Linked DNA regions of Oryctolagus cuniculus: region 2 is linked to region 1. Evidence: chromatin contacts called from public Micro-C data. All regions are on one chromosome and are shown on one strand. Each heading gives the region's core, a stretch centred on a gene start, on an enhancer-like site or on the middle of the called end of the contact. The rest is flanking DNA. Distances are from core to core; before and after follow the strand shown. Region 1 holds the start of BHLHE23 (basic helix-loop-helix family member e23). Region 2 overlaps DIDO1 (death inducer-obliterator 1).

What was found. Hi-C and Micro-C count contacts between places; a contact is called where the count stands out from the background.
Region 2: a contact with region 1 is called in a Micro-C map of ear pinna, with 2.5 times the contacts expected there. The contact joins the enhancer-like site here to the promoter of BHLHE23 in region 1. A contact is called at or near these places in 2 of 6 Hi-C or Micro-C datasets (ear pinna and an unstated tissue).

What each region holds. Positions count from the first base shown.
Region 1 is chr11:659,712-664,557 of mOryCun1.1, reverse strand. BHLHE23 (basic helix-loop-helix family member e23) reads right to left here and starts at 3,129. Exons shown (of 1, transcript XM_051829422.2): 1 at 751-3,129. The coding sequence starts at 2,734. The coding sequence ends at 2,072.
Region 2 is chr11:731,170-736,206 of mOryCun1.1, reverse strand. All of the region lies in intron 7 of DIDO1 (death inducer-obliterator 1), which reads right to left. Among named protein-coding and RNA genes, the nearest start is that of TCFL5, 21 kb to the left of the region's middle. Within about 2 kb of position 2,101, at least 1 of the 8 cell types and tissues checked has an H3K27ac peak or open chromatin away from gene starts, as enhancers often do. A contact at or near this core is called in ear pinna, where this site is marked.

The DNA.
Region 1 (4,846 bases), core at 1,880-4,379:
GGGTTCTGCAGCCTTGGAACCAGCAAGGGTGCAAGGTCGCATCCACGTCGTGAAGTCGGCTGATGCTGAGACGCCGCCGCCTGGGGCTGCCGGGACAAATACGAGCTAACACTGAAAACCGACTTCACCTGCTTTTATTCAGCGTCTACGAGGCCGCTAGGGAAGTTGAAAGGTAAGCCCCCTCTCCTGTCGGCACGGCGAACGCTGGCCCACAGGGCGGGGGTGTCCCCACAGCCCAGAGGCTGCCTTGCACGCAGCACGGCCTGCACATCCAGGCCCGGGGGGAAAGGGCGGGGAGCGGGTCCAGTGGGCAGCCTCATCCCAGCTGCCCCAAAGCCCTCTCCCGTTTAGCTCTCTCCCTGGTGTTGCCGAAACGCTGGCTCCCAGCGGCTTGGTGGATGCGTGGTGACGAAGGGCTCTGTGGGCACCTGCAGGAGCACCCAGCCGTGGTGCAGAGGCAGCCAGGCCCCCAGGCGCTTGCAGTCGGCACACCGGCACGAGGGGGGGGGTGTCTCCGAGCAGGAAGCCGGCGGCGTAGACCCGAGCCACGGCACGGACCGACCTCACGGCTCTCCACAAGCAGATGCCGCGGGGTTGCACAGCCAGCGGCTCTAGGAGGGGCCAGCTGCTGGGAACACACTCCGCCCCAGCCAAGGGCACACAGGACAGCGGGCAAACAGCTCTGCGTGTGGGTGCGTCGGGGAAGAGGTTCTGCGGAGGGGGCGGCTTCTTGCCACACAGGGAGGGGACAGCCTCCGCCCCTCAGCTTCCTCCGCCGAGCCGTGAGCTCCCAGAGCCCGGGTCTGGTGTAGAAGCGGGCGGGGGAGGCGACACTGAAGCTGTGAATCAGTCACAAATGCACACTATGGAATTCGCTATTGAGATTTAATTGTATCACTTTTGAAAAATAAGTTGAAAGCCAGTGCTTTCTTCCGAATATAAATGCGCCAAACACTCGGGATTCGAGGAGAAGTGACGACCGAGCTGCTAGTTTGATAAGCAGCTTGCAGAACTGAACCCAGCTCCCTGCCCCTGCCCCGCCTCAGCCACCGGGGCCGCAGGTGCAGACGCCGCCTGGAGAAAGCAGAGCCACACCGGGCGAGGTCGTCCCGGGCAGGTTCACCCCGGGGCAGGTTCACCGCGCTTCAAAAGGGCTCTGAGCCGCCCTCACGCACACGAAGCGCTCTGGCCCCTGCGGCCGCATTAGCGCAGCAGAGCTCCGGTTCCTGGAGCTTCGGCTCAAGCCCCGGACAGCTCCTCCCGGGCCACGGAGGCGGGCCCGGCTGCGCCAAGCGACAGATCCCACACCGACCCTAGAGGAGACGCCGCCACCGCCGGTACTCACCATGGCCCGGCCTCCTTCCCAGAAATGCGGGGCGGTTGGTGGGAGGGGGCTTTCTGTGGTCCCTGGACTGGACCTGGCCCTCCGCGGACCCTCCAGGGCCAAGCGGGCGCGGGGCACAGGACCCTCGTGCATGGCCCCTCAGGAGGAGGACGCGCCAAGCGGGGTCCCCGCAGCTCCAGGTAGGGGAGTCCGGGCGGATTAGGGGGAAGTCCCGCAGGCTTCAGGACGCAAATGCAGGCTTGGAAAAGCCCGAGGCGCTCCCCCTCCCGCGTCTCCCGCATCCTGCGCAGCTCCTTCCCGGGATCGGGTCCGGCGCACCGCGGCCACGCAGGTGTCTGGCGACGCGGGCCGTGCTCTGTGCCCGCTCAGTCCGCGCGCCCCACGCCGTCGTTAGACCGGGCCACCCTCCGGGTCTTCTCCTGGGCGGTGGGCGGCGGTGCCCCAAGGCGCACGTCGAACCTCTCGCCGCCCGCAACGTTTCCCCCCTCCCCGCAACGCCCAGCGGATATGGGGAGGGGTGCCCAGCGGCCGCGAGTTCCCGGGCGCGGATTCCGGAGCCCGGAGCTCCGGCTGCGTCCAGTGTGCCTGGGCGGGCCGCTCGCTCCCCGCCGCCCCTAATCGTCGGTCGCGCAGCTGTTGGAAGCGAGGTCGGCGGCCACCTCCGGGCCTGGGTGCGGCGACGGCCACCGGGGAAGCGCAAACGCGAGGGCGGGCACGCCGGCGCCATCACGGCTTCTGGGCGCAGTGTTTGCAGAGCGCCGAGGGCGCCCCGGAGAAAGCGGAGCACTTGTCCGGGCAGGGCCCCAGCGCGGCGCCCGCCGAGAACGGGTACACGGCGGCGGCCTGGCCGAAGGGCGCCAGGGGCGCCGCGGCGACGGGCGCGGCCAGGCCCTGGCCCTGGTTGAGGTAGGCCACCAGGCGCCGCATCTCGTCCAGCGCCTGCGCCTGCATGAGGATGTAGTTCTTGGCCAGCAGCAGCGTGGCGATCTTGGACAGCTTGCGCACCGACGGGCTGTGCGCGTAGGGGATCACGGCCCGCAGCCCGTCCAGCGCGTCGTTGAGGTCGTGCATGCGGCGCCGCTCGCGCGCGTTGATGCTGAGCCGCAGCGAGCGCTGCTCCCGGGGCCGCCGCCGCGCGTCCGCCGCGCCCCCGGGCCCGCGCCGCCGCCGCCGCCGCTCGAAGGCGTCGTCGTCGCCGCTCTGCTCGCCGCTGCTCTCGGCCGGGGCGCGCGGCGCGGGCGCCGCGGGGAGGTCGCCGCCCGGGCCCGGCGCGCAGTAGCCGCGGGCCGCCTCGGGCCCCCGGGCCGCCCCGTAGGCCAGGCCCGCCGCCGTGTAGCCGTGGCTCAGCGCCAGGTACGCGTCCCCCGACAGCGATTTGAGTTCGGCCATGGCCCCGCTCTGCGGGCGCGTCCCGCGCTCTGCCGGTCCCGGAGCCTCAGCGCCGGCCTCGCGTCCTCCCCTCCCCGCCGCGGCGCCAGGGCCCGGCCCGGGGGCGGGCTTTAGCTCCCCTCCGCCCCCGCTTCGCGTTTAAGCCGCGGAGGCGCCCCCTGGGACCTCGCGGCCGCCCAATCAGAGGGGCGCTGGCCACGGCCTCTGCCCCGAGCGCGCGGATCGAGCGGCCTCGCGGGCTCCTCGCCTGCCTCGCCGCGTCCCCCGGGGCCGCCGCCTCAAAACGCTCGCGTCCCCAGGGCGCTCCCGCGTCGCTCGGCCTGGTCCCCGCCAGCCCGGAGCGGGAAGCCAGCAGCACCCGGGACGCCGCGGACGCTGCGGGCGCGCAGCGCGGGACAGGTGCGTGCTCAGTGGGGTGATTGGAGGTGGGGCTGGGGCTGCGGGATCCAGCTCTTTGTAATTTCGGTGAAAGGGCCGCCCGGCCCGGCGCCTCCCCAGGCCTCCTCTTGGGGAGCAGGGCTCTGTGGCTCGGGGTGGGGCACACCTGGGGCTGGGAGACTGGGGTGGGTCCCCTACCCCTGGCTTGTGTCGCACCCCTGAACTCCCTGCAGGGGCCCCGCGCGGCATCAGCCAGGTTCCTGGTGTGGATTTTGAGATCCATCCCCTCCTCCCACCCCTGCCCCTTGTGGAACACCACCCGGTGAGGGTGGGCGGAGTCCCTGGAGAGGGAGGCGGGGACTAGAGCCCAGCTGCCTGACAGGTGGAGCGAAGTGGGGGCTTCTCCCCGGGGGAGTGGAGGCTAGACCCCGCCTGAGACCCTGCTCTTTGTCACCCTGCTCCCAGAGTCCCCAGGGTGCCACCCCCCTCAGCCCTTCCTGGAGAGGCAGTGGGGTGGTGAGTGCGCACCGGGCATGGGCCACCCCTCTCAGAGTCAGGGGACAAAAGGGAGCTGGGGGCTTCCCCCAGAGGCGGCACCTCTACCCGCCCCCTGTGGGACCCTGGCACAGCCCCTCGGCCCCTCATCCTCCGGGTGCCCCCGGGAGAGGACAGCAGAGGGAGGGGACCTGTGTGGTGCTGCTTCTTTGTGCGAGGTGAGCAGGTGTCTGGCGCACAGGTGTGGAGTGGGTGGATGAGCTGTGTGCGTTGGAAGGTTCTGGAAGCCCAGCAGTGTCTGGCACCCAGGGAGTCCTGCAGGTGGGCAGTGCAGGGAGACGGGAGCTTGAGATCGGGCCTTGCTCCCGGCCTCAAGAGAAACGAGCCGGCCAGGAGGGCAGGGCCAGCGCGTGCAGGGCCCTGCTTGAGATGTGAGAGAGACAGCCTCCCGGGTGCCTGCTGGGCTGCTGTGCGGGTGGGCAGTTGGTGGAGTGCTGGGTGTGGAGGCTGTGGCTGTTGGCCAGGTCTGCTGGGTGGGTGGGTGGCCGCTGGGCCAAGGGGCCAGGTGGGGGCTGTGGAGGGACAGCAGAGCCGGGTGGGGCCTGCAGGACCACTGGAGCCACGACAGGGCAGGGCCTTTACTGGAAGAGCAGGAGGCTGGGGAAGTGCTCCGATGCCCTGTGGGGGGGCGCTTCCCCCAGCTCTCCCTCCAGGGCAGGGCCTGGCTCTGGACTGGCTGGGTGCCTTCCGCCAGTTAGTCCACGACCTTGGAGGGGCAGAGGGCTGGGTGGGCCCGGGTGGGCGTCCCAGGGCGGGGCCTCCCTGATGCCGGCAGCGTTGGGCCCCCCTACAAGTCTTGAAGTGAAGCCCCGGCCAGCTGCAGGGAGAGGCGGCCTTTTTGGTCTGATGGCGCCCCCTGCTGGCTGCCTGGGAGATTGCGCCCGGCGGGCGTGGTGGAGGGACCAGGCTGCCCCTGCGTTCTACTGAGGCGTGGTCACCGCGGGTGCCGTCCAGTGCGCACCTGGCCCCGGAGGTGTCTGCCCAGCCGGGCACTCGGCCTTTCTGGTCTGGTTACATCTGTCCGGTGGGGTTGGTCCTCACAGGACAGCCTGCAGGTGGCTCTGGGGTGGGCTTACCCAGAGAGAAAATAAACAACCGGCAGCCCCAAGCCCGCCCTCACGAATTCCCAGAGGCCGCTGCCCAGCCCTGGATGCCGCCGGCCCGGGTCACAAACGCTTC
Region 2 (5,037 bases), core at 852-3,351, 73 kb before region 1:
ACAAGAGGCTGCACGGAGAATGGCACTTTGACCATTAAGTGCGCAGGTGAGATCCTCGGCAAACTTGCACTTGGAAGCCTTCCCAGGAAGGGCAAACGCACGTCCTCTGAGGGACCCAGGAGGCCTCGCACTGGCTCAGCCAGCAGGAGACGAGGCCGCCGCCGGCATGGAAAGGGGACAGGAATGTGCGACACGGGGAAGCCACACCAAGTGCCGGGCCAAGAACGCAACGATGCCGCTGCATCCCCTCCCAGTCACAACGCTGCACTGTGACTCAACGCGGCGTGTGTCGTTCGTCCTCAGCGCCAACAGGGCTGTGGCCCAAAGCTCAGCAGAAAGGCCAGTCTCTGCATGTCCGCACCTGACAGAGGCCATCCCCACCTGACCAGACCACCGGAGTCCACGCAGCAGCGCCACGAGCTCTGGGCGGTGGGAGTCCCTGGGCTTCAGGGACCAGCACCAGCCTTCCCTCTGGCACCCCACGTGCCCCGGAGATGCCCTCTCACCCAGGAGTTAAGAACAAATGAACCCTCACTCCTCTCCCATTGCTTGTGTTCACCATCCCCAAAGAGTCCCAGAAACCTGGGAAAGAGCTGAGACCCCGTCTGTGAGGGCCTGAGTGGAAAACCTGCCCTCCTGAAGAGCTGCTCCCGGGGTCCCCGCAGGCCACAGCCTTGCCACCGGCCTGGTTGTGCGGGCAGGGGGCTGGCTGTCAGCCCCTCCCTGGCAGCCTGAGCACCGTCACCACACAGCACCAGGCCTGCGAGCCACACATTTCCCGCACTTCACAAGGTTCCTTAACAAAACCTGCACTAGCACTACTCGGGAGGTGGGGGCAGGCATCACCAGGTCTTGTGCTTTTTCCTAAATACCATCCCACTGGCAATGCACCAAGGCAAGCCCACCGCTGCCAGCAGGTACAGTCCCATCTCACACCCCCAACACCAGTGAGGGGCCAGTGCATGGGCTGCCTTGCCCTCTCCCACTTCCATTGCCTGGGGGTGAACCCACACCCCCAACTGCTGTCTCTCCAAGTGCAGCACCCCTTTTTGGAGCTGGGTTTTTACACGGTGGGCACTATAAAGCCATGACAATGCCTGGCAAAGCAGAATAATGGGACACCCATCCCCCACACACAGGGCTCAGCAGGTCACAGGCCCCTCAAAGCTGGGTGCCCAAGCTATTTCTCAGGGTGGCGGGGGGACTCTGGACCTCAGTATGCCCACTCACTTCTGACGTGCAGATTTCGCTCCAAGGCAGCAGCACCTAGCAGAGAGGATGCCCGAGTTCCAGCTATAGGGACCCCCGAAGGCCTTGCTCTCGGAGGGCAGGGGCGCATGTCTGCAGCAAGGACAGGGCTGTGCCCCGGGAATGAACTGGCCAGCTCAAAGCTGAGGCCAGAGCGCATCCAGTCCCTGCTGCTCTGAGCGCAGAGCCAGGGCCTCAACAGGACACCCCGAGCGTCACACACAGGATGCTGCGCCACGCGACCCAAGGCCAACCTCCAGGGCATTACACTCTCGTATCAGAAACTTAATTCCACACGTCAACACTGCTTCTCCCAACCCCAGGTCTAGATGAGCCATCCACGGAGACCAGAGCTTCCACTGATGTATGTCCTCCCTCTTGGGGGAAATCCAAGTCTAGACGTTACCTTTAGGACTTCCCCAACACAAGGCTGAGTCACCCGTCCTGGAGCCCAACCGCCCTCCGTGAAACCAGCCGCTCCTATACCGTCTCTCTGTCGCCCCCTACTGCCACTCCCGATACACCACTGAGCTGATTAGGTAAATGAACTTGGCAACAGCCTCCCAGATTGGTGGACTCCAGCTAGCTGGTCTGCTGGTATCTGCCACGCAGCAAACACGTCTGAAGAGCGTGTGACACGCTGGAAGTCCTGCCCAGCTGCTCGGGCCAGGGCTGAGTGCTCTTCCTCCTACAGCAGGGGCAGCACGGCCAGGGCTGGGCCTGGCTTGGCCTCTGCTCAAAGGACAACGATTTTCAAATGCTGTTAACCCAAATCTGCAACTTCTTGACTCTAGTTCGCTCTTCAGTGTGTTGTGCAGGCCAGCCCTGCTGCTGCCCTCCCTCCCTCCCAGGCCTGCCTGGCGAGGCAGCTCAGCCCTCAGCAGCCACAGGAGGAAGTGTATCCAGGCAGGCAACACCATGGAACTTGGAGCAAGCTTGCTGTGGCCGTGTCTGTGAGGGAAACTGTTTGCGCCTGGCCTTGGTGTGCCGGGATAAGCCAGCAGGCTCCAATTGGCCGGCTTTCCTGAAACAGGAAACCAGGAGTCGGGCCTGGGAAGGCTGGCGCTGCAGCAGCACCAGTCACTGGGTGGCACTAGTGGGCCTCCACCAAGACCCCGTGCACCAGCCCAGGGGGACTGCAGCACCGAGAGGGTTTCAGACGCCCCTCCCCTCCTCGCTGGACAGCTTCCCAGGGACAAAGGAGCTGCAGCCTCCAGCCAGGGCTCTCCCATCGGAAACAGTGCCTCAGGCCAAAACCCAGGACTCTGCCCCCTGCGCTAGCTGCTCCGTGTGAAAGATCAAGGTGACAGCACCCAGAGAAAACAGCTTCTCTGTCTGTCTCAGAGGTAGAGAGCTACTGCCTTGTCGGACTGACTCCTTGAGGAGGAAGCAACACTGCACGGAGCGATGCTTCTGCAGCTGCCGGCAGCCGTGTGAGCAGCACCCACGGCCAGGTCGCGCTCCCTCGCAGCTGTGCAGTCCCTGGTCTCCCGGGGCAGACGACCTCGTGGCACGAGCTCCACATACAGCACTCTCAGCTACGACTCGCGCTGGGTTGGTCACACACAAAGAATTCATCAAATGACACTTCAGGGTGGACCACCAGGATGTGACGTGGAGGGGCCACAGGCAGGGGAGCACTCGCTGTCACTTAGTTGTCTGCTGGCTGCGCACGGCTGTGCCCAGCTTCCAGACCAACACTCACTGGGAGGGGAGTCGCTGCTGTCCTGAGCCACCCGGCTGCTTCCGCAAGCGCATGTCTTAGTGGAGGTTTGTCCGCGCCTGCACTGTGCCCTACTTGAAGCCCGTGACAAGGCCACAACCCTCCCCTTGAAGGCCCACAGGGTCACACTCAGTGTAAGCTTCAAGGCTGATGGCACCCAGATCACAGCTGGCTACCGCTCACAGTCTTCCTGCTGGAAACTTCAGGTTTGCAGCGTGTCCAACCTTCGTTTAAATGACAGCTGGGGCGTCACTGTGGTGTAGACAAAGCCACCACCTGGTGCCAGTTCCAGTCCTGGTGCTCTTTGCTAATGAACATGGGAAAGCAGCCAGAGTGTGGGAGACCTGGGAGATGCTCCTGGCTTCAGCCTGGTCCAGCCCTGGCCATTGCAGCCATCTGGGGAGCCAGCCAGCCGATGGAAGACTGTCTGCCTTTCAAATAAATTAAAAAATGGGACAGGCACTGTGGTGAACCAGGTAAAGCCACCGCCTGCAGTGCCGGCATCCCATATGGGCACCTGTTTTGAGTCCCACTGCTCCACTTCCAACCCAGCTCTCTTTGGCATGGGAAAGCAGAAGATGGCCCAATCCTTGAGCCCTGCACCAGTATAGACCTGGAAGAAGCTCCTGGCTTTGGATCGGCCCAGCTCCAGCTGCTGTGGCCACTTGGGGAGGGAACCAGTGGATGGAAGACCCCTCTCCACCTCTCTGTAACTCTGCCTTTCAAATATATAATCAAAAAAATTAAACATAGTAGGGACCAGCATTGTAGCATAGCGGCTAAAGCCACTGCCTGCAGTGCTGGTTCAAGTCCCGGCTGCTCCACTTCCACTCCAGCTCTCTGCTGTGGCCTGGGAAGAAGCAGAAGATGGCCCAAGTGCTCGGGCAACTGCACCCACGTGGGAGACCCTGAAGAAGCTCCTGGCTCCAGATCGGCACAGCTCTGGTTGTTGCAGCCGTCTGGGCAGTGAACCAGCAGATGGAGGACCTCCCTCCTCTCTCTGCCTTTCAAATACATCAATCTTTCAGCAAATTTTCTTTTAAAAGCCAAGAATATGAGCAGGCAGGTGTTGATGTGCAAGAGAAGCGTACTACGGAACTTCACATACACCCGGAGCCCACGTGGCGTGGTCATCACCGCAGGCGTCCCGAGAAGACCTGTGCCCTTAGACAGGGACCTTCCTGGAGCACAGACTTCGGAGTGAGCAGACCCGCAGCGCCCAGGCCGCAGGACGGTCATGTGGGCTGGGGGGACCCCGTGGGCCCAACACCCACTCCCGCCAGAAGCTTCCACCTCCCCCAGGGTGGCCTTGGCACAGGCACCTGAAGACGGGCGAGGGGGCTTCCCCTTGCAGGGTCATGGCCAAGGAGATGTGCAACCTCTCCCTAACCTGAACTTCTTAGTAGGCTACTCTAAGGCTAAACTTCTAACATAGCATTATTGACAAATCAGAATTCTAGCTGTGTAAACATTCAAAGATAGCTGTTCAGCTAAACTCTTTTAGCGTAAGCTTTGACTTTTTCCTCTAATTGGGAGACAAAGTCAGGTTCCTCGTTTTATTATCACCAACTCTGGATGAGGGAGACAAAAGCTGCTCATGAAACCAGCAAGATGCCCCCCCCCCCCATGCCTGCACAACCACCGACACCCCAGATACTTGACAGGGGCTCTGTTCCTCTCAGGGCTTCGGTGCAATGTCCTTCTGCGTGTTCCCTGGGCAGGCTGCCCTGCAAGCCGCCCGGGCTGTGCACAGCGAGGCATCTGGGTTTGGGTCTACAAAGTTGTTAAGAAAGATTTTCACTCTCTCTCCCACCGCAAAAGGAAATGAGGTTTAGAAATCCGTTTATCAAAGCCTGTTTGGATCCTCTACTGTAGCTTAAGGAGTCCCAAATACTAGAAATTATGCTACGAGGACCAGGGCTCCATTTCCGAATCCTAGCGCATCAGGAACATTTCGGAGGATTACAGCCACACCACATCCTGACAATAACGGAGATGAACAGTGGGAATATAAAGAGGGAAAAATGGAATAAGGACACAGAAACAAAAGGAATGTGATTTTGTGG